Linked DNA regions of Drosophila melanogaster: all the other regions are linked to region 1. The links are chromatin contacts, called in public Hi-C maps. All regions are on one chromosome and are shown on one strand. The core of a region is the stretch at or near the end of the contact, and the rest is flanking DNA. Distances in the headings are between cores, read along the strand shown.

Region 1 (4,443 bases), core at 1,288-3,787:
GGATCGAGAAGGCGCTAGGTATGAGCTGATAGGCGGGGAGGGGCGGCGAGTTGAGAAGACCCAGTGTAACGCACTTCGTTCAATGGAAATGATTAAACATAAAGCAAAGCATAGCAAAACAATACGGTCCGAATGCGTCACTGCGTTTTTGGCTACAGTCCAAATCCCCTATGATGGGCTATCATATGGCAAATGTCAAATAAATTGGAAGTTTTAATGATAACCACAAAATTAGTTGTACCGTTTATGTTCACACATATTTGCGATTTATTAATTCTTAGAAGAATGTGTTTTGGAATTTCTATAATAAAGACAGATAAGTGCCTATAATGGATTATAATTTTCTTCAGAAATGTAGTAGCATGCACAGCTAAATGTTATTAAAGTAAAAATTGGGGTAGGTCGGTCTTATTCATAAAGTAATCATCGAAAAATGTGATGTTTTCACATTGATCATAGTTGTTTTTCATTGCAACAAAAATGAGTCAACGTTTACATGCTATGGAACATATAAAATTCAGCGAATTTAGATGAATTTCACGAAAGTAATATTATCAAGCTGAAAACTATTTATGATTTAATGAGAAAATATGATTAAAGAAAGTTTATTGAAATCTCACTTTGGCCTAACAAGATCGTCTTAGTCAAGTTGCACTGTATTTCAGTGGAAATGGCTGGTAGCTATTTTCCAGTCAGTTTCGACGCACAATTGCGGGCTGCCTTCCAGTTAGCTGGAAAATTAGATTATCCTCGACGCGAGCACAAAGGATGACGAACGAGGATGCCGAGGAGCGGGTCCAGAAACGAGATATTTCTACACACGACCATATACTGTGTCATCCTAACTGCGGAGTGGAATTCCGTGAAATCCCAATTCAAGTGAGTGGAAGCGCTGAAAGAGGCACAGAGGAACAGAGGAGGAGGAGTAGCAGCTGAAGACAGTTCGCCGGAACTGGCTATAAAGAACGAGTGGAGGTGGAGGAGGAGAGAAGAAGGGGCAAGGAGAGGATTCCGACTCCAATTCCGACAGGCAACCAGAAGCAGCCCAAAGCGAGACTCAAAAAACCAGACGCATGCCCTTTGTGCCCCTGTGTGCGTGAGCCTCTCTCTCCTGCTCAACGCGAGCGGGTGTGTGTGTGTGTGCGCGCGTTAGAGGAGTTCTTCAGTGGAGAGCACTGTCACCCCTCCACGAATTGTATTTTGTTTTTGGGGGACGGCAATCACAAACACAACGAGCTTCCCAGAAATCGCCTCCAATTTGATTTGGCCAAACGAGAATTCGCGGAATAGCTCAAGCGCTCTATTGATAGTCAAAGGAAAGCGTTTTTGGGGAAAGGTATGGCAGAATAACAAGCATAAATATGCCAAATACAGGCCAATACACACGCACGAACTCACACACACACGCGTTCGATGGAGAATGCAAAGTAAAGTGCAGCAGGTGTGCGTGTATGTGTGTTGGTGCTATTCTGTTTGTACATTCTTTTCCATGGGTTTTTGTTTTTGGCCAAAGCCTGGCTGTTAAAGCAACAACTGCAACAACAACAGCACTGACACACAATACACACGCACACACGTAAAGCTCGCCGCTGCACTGGTGTTGGTGGTGGAGGCATCTGCAGAAGCCTTTTGCGCACTCATCACATTTTCGTGGAAATCGGAGCGCCAAGGAGCTGTGGAAAGGTGTATACTCCGCATCCGTTGCGAATCCTTGGCGAATCGAACTGTGCCACAATCATTCGTCCAGTTTGTAACCAGTTTTCAGTGCAGTCGCAGTTGTTGTTGCCAATTACCTTGTAGAAGCGATGCCATTGCGGCCCCTTGTCCTTGTACTCCGCCTCGATTTGCAGACGGGCAGCGGCCGCCGACCCACTCCCACTCGTTTTCTGCTCGCTCATTGTGCACACTTTGCTGCGATTTGTTCCGATTTAATAACTTTTAATTTGGTTATCAGGCGGCTGGTTAATTTCAGAGGAGAACTAGAGCTGGACAACTCACGACAGTGTCGATGTATCGAATATTTGAGCTTGCGAAATACTATCGGTATTTGCAGTGCGATACCGAGTGATAGTTCGATTGTACATCACTATATTGATCGCATTACATATTATATTCTCTTATGGTGATTCCTATTTACAAATGCAAGCCAAACACAATATATTGTATCTGCGACATTATTATTCTGAAATATTAGTTACGTCTATCGATATTTTCACCATCAAATAATGTGACCAGGCGCTGTAGAGCAATAGAACACATACTGAAACTAAAGTGCTTGCGCAGAAATTAGAACTTTACTGAAACATAATATAACATTCGGGATAAGTTTTCTATAATTTATATAAAATTAAATACTTAACTAAAGACATAACAATATAAAAACAATTGAAATAAAATATTTTAAATAAAAATAAAATAAAAAAAATAAAATAAAATATTTTAAAAGTAAAATAGAAAAATTCTGATAAGAAAATTGGGTTCAAATACTTTAAAATACCGATATTACAATCGCTCATCGTTGACCAGTGTTATCGAGTAATACCAAAAGTATCGAATCAACAACTGTTACCCAATTTATTAATAACAACAGAAAGAAGCCAAAGCAAAATGCTGACCCGCGTGTTCCGCCTAGTGCACGACAGGCGCCTGAGTGTGCCTGTCCTGCGTTGCTTCCACCACGAGTTCTCCAAGCCGCCACAACAGGCAGCGAAGGGCCAGGAAATCGAAGGCAATCCCGAAAAGACTTTGGTTGCCGGCGTGCAAGACAAGTACAAAATATTCCGCGATGAGGAAGCCACGGAGATTTTTGATGTGGAAGAGGCACGCCACCAGGAGCAGCAACTTCCAGAGCCGGACCTGGAGCTGGATCACTATTACGGCCTCAATTTAAAGCGTAGGTTGGCAATCGTCCAGGGAGAGCAGAAATTTAAGCCTTTGTTTCCCTTTGCAGGAGGTGTTCGCGGAGTGTTCGACGTTGAGGACTTGGTGGAGCTGCTCCGCAAGGAGAATGTGGACGACATATTCGTCTGCTACGTGCCGGAGAACCTGAAGTACGTTGACCACCTGGTGGTTTGCAGTGGTCGCAGTTACCGACACATGCTGTCCACCGCGGAGTTCGTGCGCCGAATGTTCAAGATCAAGCGGGGCAAGGGTGACATATTGCCGCGCATCGAGGGCGATAAGAGCCGGGATTGGATGGCCATGGACTTGGGTGGGTATTGAAATAAATGCATATTCCGGTTTCTCCGCTCTAACACGTTCCGTTTCCTTTTAGGCAACATTGCCCTGCACATATTTTCACCGAGTGCTCGCGAGGAATACGATCTGGAGTCGCTGTGGGCCATTGGCTCCGAATTCGACCGCGAAAGCCAAAAACCCACCAATCCCTATGGCGATATTTTCATGGCTCAAACACCCCTTTCTTTCGTAGACAAATCGAAACTAAAGACGTAAAATAATACATTTCACTATTAATAAAAAAAAACTCTTTAGAGCTGCGTACGTGCGAGATCACTTGCAGTGTGATTTGGAAAAACAATAAGGTATGAATAAATATTTCGTGTCAGACTTGTTATTCTCGTGTCACGGCCAAAATAACTATGCGATCGCCCATCTCTAGTTTCTTACTGGGTGCATTCGCTCAGGCAGCCATCTTTAAAATAACTGTAATTTTTATTAACATCGAGCTCTAATAGGGCAATAATAGCCATAATCCGTCAGAATATGACAGCAGTATTTCCAAACAGGAGCTAAATTCTTTTGTAGATGGCCAAGCGACGCTAGCGCCACCTATTTCTGAAAATCTGATAATAACAAGTGCGCACTAAAGTATACTGCAAAAAATGAAAATAACTCTTCTTTTCAGAGAATAAAGGCAGATTCCCTTATATCTATGAAATGTCACAATCAAATTGTTATATATTTGATATGTGATGTATTTTAATTTGTCTTTATCGAATATTGTCGGTATATCTGGTTGTAGCAACGCGTCGGAACATTTTCTCCATTCAACTGGAAGATGCAACAATAGACAGTTAATCCTGTAATTTAGGGTTTTAATAACTTTAAGAAGCCGTACAGTTTGATAGATAACAAATTGTAATAAAAACGCAAAATAATATATTATGAACCAGAAAGCATTCCAATGATTTTATACTTCACAATCGAATTTCCCATTCATTCAGAGAAAGCCATTAAACTCAAATCTCAATGGCTCGAATATATCCTGCGGCGTTTTTTAACGACTGTTTGCTCAAAATATAAATACGCCCACTCAACGATGTTCATTGTGTTTTTATAGTCATCGGGCGAGGTGTGAACAAGGCTGTTTTCAGCACATTGATTTGTGGATTTGCACCGGCCAGCGGAATGCTGAATGAAATTGGAAAATCAGGGAACTAGGGTCCAAGAAGGAGATCCTCCTGGCATTTGGAAATCATTTCT
Region 2 (4,443 bases), core at 990-3,489, 400 kb after region 1:
TCCGCTGCGTGGGATACTCCCAGTCGAGATCCAGCCCGTCGAAGTTGTACTTGCGTATGAAACTGGACACCTGCTTGACGAACCTGCCGCGCAGCAGATTGTTGGCCACCAGGGTGGAGTAGTTGGCCGATCCCTCGTTCCAGCCGCCGATGGCCAGGCTGACCTTCAGATGCGGATGGCTGCGCTTCAGACCCGTCATTTTCTCGTAGCCACCCTTGCCGTACTCCTCCTTTAGGTCCTGCCAGGGATCTGCAATCAGCAATGTTTTAAATTTGCATATGGCCATAAATCGAACCGGAAACTCACCCAACGACTTGATGGCTGCCTGGGTGATGTCCAGGCCGGCAAAGGCGTACACCACATGGGTGCACAAATTGGGGTCGAAGTTCTCGATGGCATAGGCACCCTGCTCCGGCCGGTAAACAGCCCATGTGGAAACGTAGCAAACCACCACCTTGTCGTGCAGGGGTCCTGCGAATAGAAAACGTAGGACAATCAGCGGTGAGCCACCCCTTTGTGGTTAAGCCGAGCGTAAGACTCACCTGTCCTGGCGGCCACCGAAGCCCACAAGCTGCTCGCAGTGGAGGCCAGGAGGAGGAGCAGCCACAGCTGCGGTGCTTCCCCACTAAGTCTGCTCCTCAGCGTCATCTGTTGCGGATTGGTTTTCTGGTGAAGACGAACCGGAATCGAGAATGGAGAATGGAGAATGAAGAATCGAGTTAAGTGCTTTGCGTGCAACTTTGTTGTGACAATTTATAATTTCAATTCAGCTCAATTGGCGTCTTAATTGAACGGGAAAAGTGAAAGGCACAAGAAGCGACCCATGTAGTCAGAAAAGTGCCAGGCATTCCAAAGTCAATGTCTGGGTCTAAAAGGTAGCTGCAGTTTATTATTTATAGGTATTTGTTCACCTTTTGTGCATCAAACTAATCGTTAGTTGTTTGGGTTTATAATAATAATCGATTTGTATTCTAGAGGCTAAACAAACTACACTGCACCATTTGTTTTGCTAAACGAAACGTTAAAGTTTTTCAACATTTGTGGAAGAACTATGCATAGTGAGTCACACAGATCGTTTACTTCAGAAATCGAAATCAAGACGAATGTAATCAAAGAATCTGCTTTGTTCCCTCCAGTTCAAGTCATATTCGAGTGGGTAGTCCAACCTGATTCTCAACTTTCGCCAGTGCGACCTTAAGAAGCTGACCAGCGAATCTTGTTGCATCGTCCAGAACCGTGAATCATGCTGCCCGCAGCTCCAGAGCGTAACTTATTATCTTTTCGGAGGCGAAACAAGTTAGCCTTGATATCTCGGGTCTGATAACAATCGGCATGAATAGGCACTTAAGATTTGGTAATGTGGCGAGACCTGGAAAATAGGAAGTGCGCACCGAGGAATGGGCGGAAAACCAAGCTCAGAGCGGTTTCACTTTCCGCCTTTTTCCCCCAAACTTATGCATATTTATTTTTTTTATTGGATTTTGCTGCTCAGCTTGCCCCTGGCAAACCGGAATTCGCCGTTCATCACGAGATTAGAGGCGAGTCGAAAAAACGCGGGTACGAAATCGAAATCGAAAAGTAGAGGAAAAAATCCAGGCCGCGAACCCGAGAACAAACATCACTTGGGGCGGAGATGGGCTCTCAGATGGATTGCTGGCCATTTTCGCACTTGGCGGCTGCGCATGCGCAGCAGAGGAAGTGGGAAGCCACTTAACCAGCACACAGGCACACTCACAGACGAGCTAAGAAACCATCGGGTGACATAAAAACAAGTACATTCACTGTGCTCCCTGGTAAGTAGCTGCACATAGGGCACATATGTGGAACCGTCAACGTGCCCAGCGTATCGAGTTCATATCGCTGGCTCTCCGCACCATGTTTCATTTCATTACCCGATCTGGAGTTGTTTTTCCGCTTTAGCGACCACGAAACTCTTAGCACCGCCCTCGAAGCCAGCTCGCTTATAACTGAACTCGTCTCTCCGTCTTCGGTCTCATGCGTATATAATCGGCTCCGTCGCAGCTCTGTGGAGCCACTCAAGCCGAACCCGATCCACCGGCCCAACCACATGCCACTCTCAGCGAAGTCATCCAAGAGGCGAAATGCCAAGGTGTTGGAGCGGGGAAGTAGTCGTGCTCAGCATAAAGCCAACAGAGAAGAACAACGAACTAAAAAGGTTCGAAGAGATGGCTTGCTAAGTGTGAATACCATTGAAGAGACCTGCCATGCTTGTTGAAAATAAATATATTTATAACTATAATTTAAGAGTATACATTAAATATAGTATAATCAAATATGGGGGTGCAATTTCTTGCTTATTTGGATACTCTATATACGAGTTTCTCTAAGAAAAAGAGTTTCCAACTTCCCTACTAGAATCTAGAAAATGCACATCTACTATGCCTTGAGTTTGTTTTCTTCTTTCGTTTATATTGAAAGCAAGGCATTTCTACAGTTCACCAAGCCTCGTGTGGGAGGGAAGTCACTGATCGTATTTAAAGGCTGAAGCCACACATCTTAGGCGTAAGCAGGATTATACTCCATCCACAGACTTTCAAACTGGCCGATAAGTCGCGCCAAAGCTATCGGTCAATCGGGCTTTTGCGCGTGAGGCAAGTGCCATCTCTGCTAGTTGGACGTAAACAACGTAAAATCGGGAAATTAGGGAAAGTCCAGCGGGGCGGGAAAGAAGGCAGATTCTGATCTGAGATTGTAGACGTGCTCCACCGGCGATGGACGTGGAGGATTCCGTGGCGAGCGGAGCGGCATCCGCCTGCAAGCGCCAAAAGCGAAACACAGATTCCCAGAACGATGGCGAGCCTGAAGACGCGGCGCAGATTGGGTAAGTGTTGTGTCTTGGGTTGAGCATGCTCTGCGGCTTGGATAATCCATTGATTTTTCGCCCGTGGGGAACCAGTGAGGAGAACACTGTCGCCGAAAGCCAGCCTTTAATTAACTTCGACACAATTGTCACTCACAACAATAACGGAGAGAGCGATATGGAGGGCAAGGAAAACCAGCTCCAGGATGAGAGCGAGCAGTCCGAGGAGCATCTTGCTAATAAAGTTGGACCTGAGGAGCTGCCGGAAATAGAACAGGCAGGCTCCTCCAATTTAGCGCATCAATTATCCCCGGAAGCAGCCTCCACCGTGCTGGCTTCTGATGAGCCAGATGCTTCCACCGGTGTCATCGAGCCTAGCGACAGCGAAGACTATCCACCTACTTCACCGACGCCAATTGAAGCTTCCGAAGCGGTCAGTTCACCCCGCTTCAATCCACGCAACATACCACCCACGCGCTCCTATCGCCGTATCAGCATAGAGCTAGTGGGCTCCTACTCGGACACAAGCGATTCAGAAGAACATGAGCTGGAGGAGGGGACCGAGCACGCAGAAGAGTACAGCGATGATGCGCCTGAACCGCATATAGCCGAGTCCGCTGACGACAGTTCCTCCAACGACGACATGGGACCCTATTCTCTTTCCAGTGAAGATGAAACAACCACAGAGGTAAGTTGTTAAGCCTTAAGTGATGGTAAGAAGGGTAGATCATGAGGTTACAAAATTAAGCTTTTAGGGATAAGTTGAGCTTCTTATAAATCCTTGCTAACAGGTTGAGAACTTGCAGGACGAGGTGGAGTTTAACGAGGACATCAACCCCGCTGACCGCGAGAAAGTAGACTACGCCGTTAATCAGGTGATGTGCAAGTGCAAGCCCAAATACACTTGGAACTACGATCAGGAGCTGTTGCAAAGGGAGCACAACATAATCAACCGGATTGACTGGCGTGGCGGCCACACTTCGGCCTCTAGCTTCGGCCAGGGCTACTACGGTTCCCGCCAAGTTGTGGAACAAATGACGCTGCTCAGTTCGCTAAACGTCCACCACGGCTGCGTCAACTCCCTGAACTTCAATCGGGCAGGCGACTTGATTTGCTCCGGCTCCGATGATCTCACCATCGTCGTCTGGGATTGGGCGAAAGAAAAGCAGCTGCACCGCTTTCGTTCCGGCCACAACATGAACATATTCCAGACAAAGTTTATTGACAGCGCCGGCTGCTTGGACATCGTGTCCTCCAGCCGTGATGGCCAGGTGCGCCGGTCCGTCATTCCGCCCTCCGGAGGCGTCATAAAGCCCATCCGTCTGTACACACACAGCGAGTCCGTTCACAAGATCATCGTGGTGCCCCACAGCCGCCACGAGCTGATGAGCGCCGGCGAGGATGCAGCTGTTAAGCACTTTGATTTGCGAGCCAGCAACGCTGCCACCACGATGATGCGTTGCGTGTACAACGACGAAAATGAGCGTGGCCGGGTGCGCCTATTCAGCATCGCTCATCATCCTTACGCGCCCGAGTTCTGCGTCAGTGGATCCGACGACATTTTGCGCGTCTACGACAAGCGCAACCTAGCGAAGGCAATCCACCAGATGGCCCCTAGGAAT
Region 3 (4,443 bases), core at 798-3,297, 320 kb before region 1:
AAAGCTACAAACTCGTGATTAGTCTCCAAGCCGAAAAAGTTGTTTACTAACGAGAGTTCCCTGTGCTGTAAATACAAAATGCAGGAGGCCGGAGAAATTTGGACTTGTGCCGCCAAAGGCAACATTGCAGTATAAATATCTAAGAACTTGACGTTTTCAATTCATCTAAATTGTAACTAAAGCTGGCAGTCATGCAATCCACTTTGAGTGCACTTAACTAAGCTGGACGTTTTTAAAGAAAAGTTGATCAAATATACATATATAGAATGTATATGTCAAGATGAAAAGTGTAAAATTTAATTAGGTGCAAGATGATTTGGGTGAGTCATTATAAGTTCCAAGAATTTTCTATGCTTTATTTATAGCTCGTAAATCAAAAAGTCTATAAAAATGTAAATGTCTATGCTACGAATTAAGCCAATTAGTTTGTGATGAAATCTAGAAAAGCAACATATTTAAATGTACAAAATATGAAAATGGTCCTCTTTACTTTGCTGAGTGTTATCATATTATTGCAATTTTAAATTATTATCATGGCTAGTGCTTATCAAACAATAACTTAACGTAATAAAGTGCAGGCATAGATTAAGAATTAGCTGCACTCTTTTTTTTCTCGGCAATATGTTCATAATTATTTATCTTGCTGTATTTTAATATATTTATACTTCTACGTGTGCTTTCGTAATACATAGATAACATAAATATAGTTATAACATAGACAATTTTGAGATGGACGACCTTTGCCCAGATCCAATTGGATGTCAATAGAACCTAACTAACTAAATGGCTATTCCTATGTGGTAGTAGCAACTACATCCTCACCTGGGAATGCTGATCAGGTAGCTGAGGAGACGCCGCAGATCCTCCGGCTTGAGGCGATCGCGACGGGGCGTGGCCGGGAAGCAGAGGAGCGGTCCGCCGCGCCGGTCCCGTCCGCCCGTGAGGAAGACGACCCGTTCCTGGAGGAGGGTCAGGAGATCCCTGGCCCGCTGGCCGTCCATGCCGTCGGCAGGGGAAGGGGGAGGGGTGGTTAAAGCGGCCGGGGGTTAATCACTGGAGGGGTTAAACTGGGGGGTCTCCGCCCGTTTTTTAATCCGACGATGGGCACTGCAGCATAACGAATTCCAGCCTCGAATTTCACTTGTTTTGGCTCTGTTATTAGTTATTATTATGAACCGCTGCTTTTGCTCATTGATTTTCGCAAATTTCTCGCTGGCATTTTCATGGTCACTCTTTTGCTGTTGTGTTTGTGTTGTTGCGGTTTTCGTGTGTTTGCCCGTGTGTGCGTGTGTGTGTGTGGGTGGAAAATGAGTGGGGAAGCAGAGATGCAGATTAGCAATGGGTATTTCACTTGGTTTTCTAAATGCTACACATAATTTGCACACAATTTGTGTAGTTTTCCTATTTTTAGATGCAAGGAGTGGAGTTTTTTTCTTCAGTCACCCTCGCACTTTCGTGCGTGTGGGAGTGAGAGGGAGATACAAACAGACGGGCAAACACACACACTCGCATGGGGGTGCATACATATGCGTATGTGTATGTGGCATGTGCACACATGTATACATATGTACTCCCGTTAAATGTCATAAATCACACGCAGCATAAAAACATCAAATAGAACTCGCGCAGGCAGGCACACAAGTTGAAACATTATTTGGAAATATACACACTCAACACAACATTCGCCACTGCGAACGGGCGAAAATCCGCTATGTTTTAATTGCCTCAATTTGAACACAAACTCCAGACGTATATATAGCCTGTATATACATATGTATATGCTATGTATATCTGTATCATCACATCATCCGCAAGCAGTTCTCTTGCGTCTTGGCTCTTCTTCTTGCCACTGCTTGTGCCACCAAATTGATTTTTTTCACTCGCGCTGCTTTTGTTTTTCACACGCTTTCCCACCGGTAAAATCACCCAAGTTACCGTTGCACGCAGTTCGCGACTTGACGCGGGCTAAGCTAAAATTTTCATTTTTCAAGAAACCGCGATTTTACGAACGGGCGCTCTCTGTTTTGTTTAAACAAATTGGATTTTGCGAAACGACAAGTGTGACCAGATGCCGAAACGGCTTACAAACTGAATTTTCAGCCTTTTTTAATCGAGCACACCGATTGCGTGCCTCGATAGGTGTTAATAATCGATAGTCATAAGGCATCGCAATTGAGTAGAGTTTTTCTTAAAAAAGTCTACATAGTTACGCTCATGATTATCTCAAAATGATACCTATGATTAAATATTAAATATTTTGACTTTTTTTAAATAATATGTAAAAATACCAACTATCTACGATAACAGGCATCGATTGTACTACTATCGATGCTCGCCTGCTAGCATAAGCTCGCTGATACAACACTGTCTGTTGTTCATTAGCTTCCGTTTCTGCCGAGTTTTACCAAATAAACCCGAATCAAATTAATATACCTGCAAACATTTTACGCAAAATCAAGAACTCGCTTCGCCAGCGCAAGAAGAAGCACCGCCCACGGCAGGCCACGCCCCCAGTGCGCCCCGATCCCAAGGACGCCGCCGCCAAAATGGAGAGCAACTTGAACAGGATCATTCGTGAATCGGCCAAACTGAAACTCTGCGGTCAGCTCAGCAAATACACCAATGTGATGAAGGGTGAGCAAACTTTCACCTTTGGAGCAGCACCTTCAAGCTCTCCATCCCATAGAATCCCCGCTAGAACCGCTTCCCTAATCGCAGCATCCACTTTGCAGGATGGCAGTACCGTTGGTTTACGGTGGACGCCAAGACAGGATCGCTGAGCTACTACCTGTGCGACTCGTCGACGGTGGGCGACGACATCGCGCCCTCGCCCCACGTCCTGGCCAGTGCTCCCAGGGGCCAGGTGCAGCTGGCCGGCGCAGTGGTGTACCCGAGTGACGAGGACTCTAGGACGTTCGCCATCGCCTGCGCCTCCGGCGATACGGTAAAGCTGAGGGCCAACGATGCCAGGGCCCGTCAGGAGTGGGTGGATGGCCTGCGGGCGGTGGTCGAGAGTCACATGAAGGCGATGGACATCAGCAACTCGTCGCCGCTTCCTCCGCGGGAATTGCTTGCCGCCTCCGATGCCATGGTTTCAGCGCGCCAAGCTCTGTTTCTCACGGAACAATGGTAACTGCACAGTGATTCGTAGCTAACGCCGCATTACCTCCTGCAATCTATAAATCTATCCCCAAACCCTTCCAGCAACGCTTCTCTGGCCAGGGCCATCGAGAGCATCGACTGCGCTTCCTTCTCGCCAACGGATCCCGATCTTCTTTTGCTCAAGGCGATCTCCACGGCCAGCACCCAGTGCCTGCACCAGTGCTTGGGATTACTGCAACGCCACCAGGAGATCAACCAGCCGGTGGCAGAGGCCGTGCCTCTTGTGCTTTGAGAGATGCATGCTGCAAGGATAGTCTCCAGTTTCCAGTTTCCACTAAGATATGCCCAATAAACACTAAGCCAAACCGCAATGCAAAATCAAGAATCAAGATTCAAGACAACGGTTTGGTAAGCAATGAGAAGACTTTCAGGTTGGGTTACTTTTCAATGTTTTTATAAAATACTTTTTGTTCGTTTCGGTTTTCCGTTTTTAAGTTTTTATGTTTTTTGTTTTCTTCGATTAATTAGAACATTCATTTCGACATTTAAAGTTAATTTGAACATAAAGTTTGCACTAAAGTTTATAGAAAATGTTGAGTTTTGGACGTGGACTTGGACGCTGATCCAGATCGTACAAAGATACACAATATCCAGGAGATTTAGCCGCTAACTCTTGCCACTGCTTATATTACATCCTATTCCGAAAGTAATTCGTTAAGTTTCGATACGTGTGGGAACATCAAAGTCTATTGGGGGAACTGGGATTACATAGATACTTATATATCGTGTGTGCTTATATACGGGCTATGGCTATGGTAGATGTTCTTGCGTATGCAAAAATAGTCATGTTTATCATTATCATCGTAATTAACTCTTGTCCGATTAATCAATTGTGTGCTTGCCAAACCAAACGTTGCCGAAAGTATGCCTAAATGCCTAAAAGGGGTTTAAACCAAATAAAGAGATACTCATATATGTACGTTCTCCGATACTCAATCGTATCGTAATGTCGCCAGACTTGCCAAATAAATCCTCGAGTCCTGCCGCGAATCCTTGGCCTCGCTCTCGACCGGATCGGAAGTGGAGCAGAGTCCAAATTAAGGCTAGAAAAGGCACTTTAGAAGGGGATCTAGTGGGGATTTGGGTTGATGCGGGATCAATTCGGGGACTACGTTGGGTTTCCAATAATGTCGAAATCAGTGGCCTCGAGTTCGGCGGGAGCAGCAGCAGGGCTCGGTGTAAAAAATTGTTGCTTCTAAATTTTGTCTAAAAATTTCGATTGTATAAATACGTTAAAAAAGTTCACGTGTTTTTGTTTGTTTTCTTTTTACAAATTTTGTT

The links. Hi-C and Micro-C count contacts between places; a contact is called where the count stands out from the background.
Region 2: a contact with region 1 is called in a Hi-C map of the Kc167 cell line, with 2.2 times the contacts expected there. A contact is called at or near these places in 4 of 107 Hi-C or Micro-C datasets (the Kc167 cell line, eye imaginal disc and wing imaginal disc).
Region 3: a Hi-C map of the Kc167 cell line shows a contact between it and region 1, with 2.3 times the contacts expected there.

What each region holds. Positions count from the first base shown.
Region 1 is chr3L:1,348,579-1,353,021 of dm6, forward strand. It overlaps CG9166, which reads left to right and starts at 2,538. Exons shown (of 3, transcript NM_138261.3): 1 at 2,538-2,893; 2 at 2,951-3,211; 3 at 3,275-4,275. The coding sequence starts at 2,608. The coding sequence ends at 3,453. The region is part of intron 3 of Ptp61F (Protein tyrosine phosphatase 61F); the gene reads right to left.
Region 2 is chr3L:1,753,695-1,758,137 of dm6, forward strand. Cht2 (Chitinase 2) reads right to left here and starts at 2,240. Exons shown (of 5, transcript NM_001274353.1): 1 at 1,893-2,240; 2 at 543-666; 3 at 307-471; 4 at 1-249. The coding sequence starts at 648. It overlaps CG8001, which reads left to right and starts at 2,465. Exons shown (of 6, transcript NM_139400.2): 1 at 2,465-2,842; 2 at 2,918-3,509; 3 at 3,613-4,443. The coding sequence starts at 2,733.
Region 3 is chr3L:1,032,828-1,037,270 of dm6, forward strand. It overlaps trio (trio,), which reads right to left and starts at 2,048. Exons shown (of 17, transcript NM_167847.2): 1 at 1,671-2,048; 2 at 823-1,238. The coding sequence starts at 1,001. CG9205 reads left to right here and starts at 1,870. Exons shown (of 4, transcript NM_138231.2): 1 at 1,870-2,058; 2 at 2,383-2,634; 3 at 2,733-3,129; 4 at 3,205-3,471. The coding sequence starts at 2,547. The coding sequence ends at 3,394. bab1 (bric a brac 1) reads right to left here. Exons shown (of 4, transcript NM_167852.2): 4 at 3,542-4,443.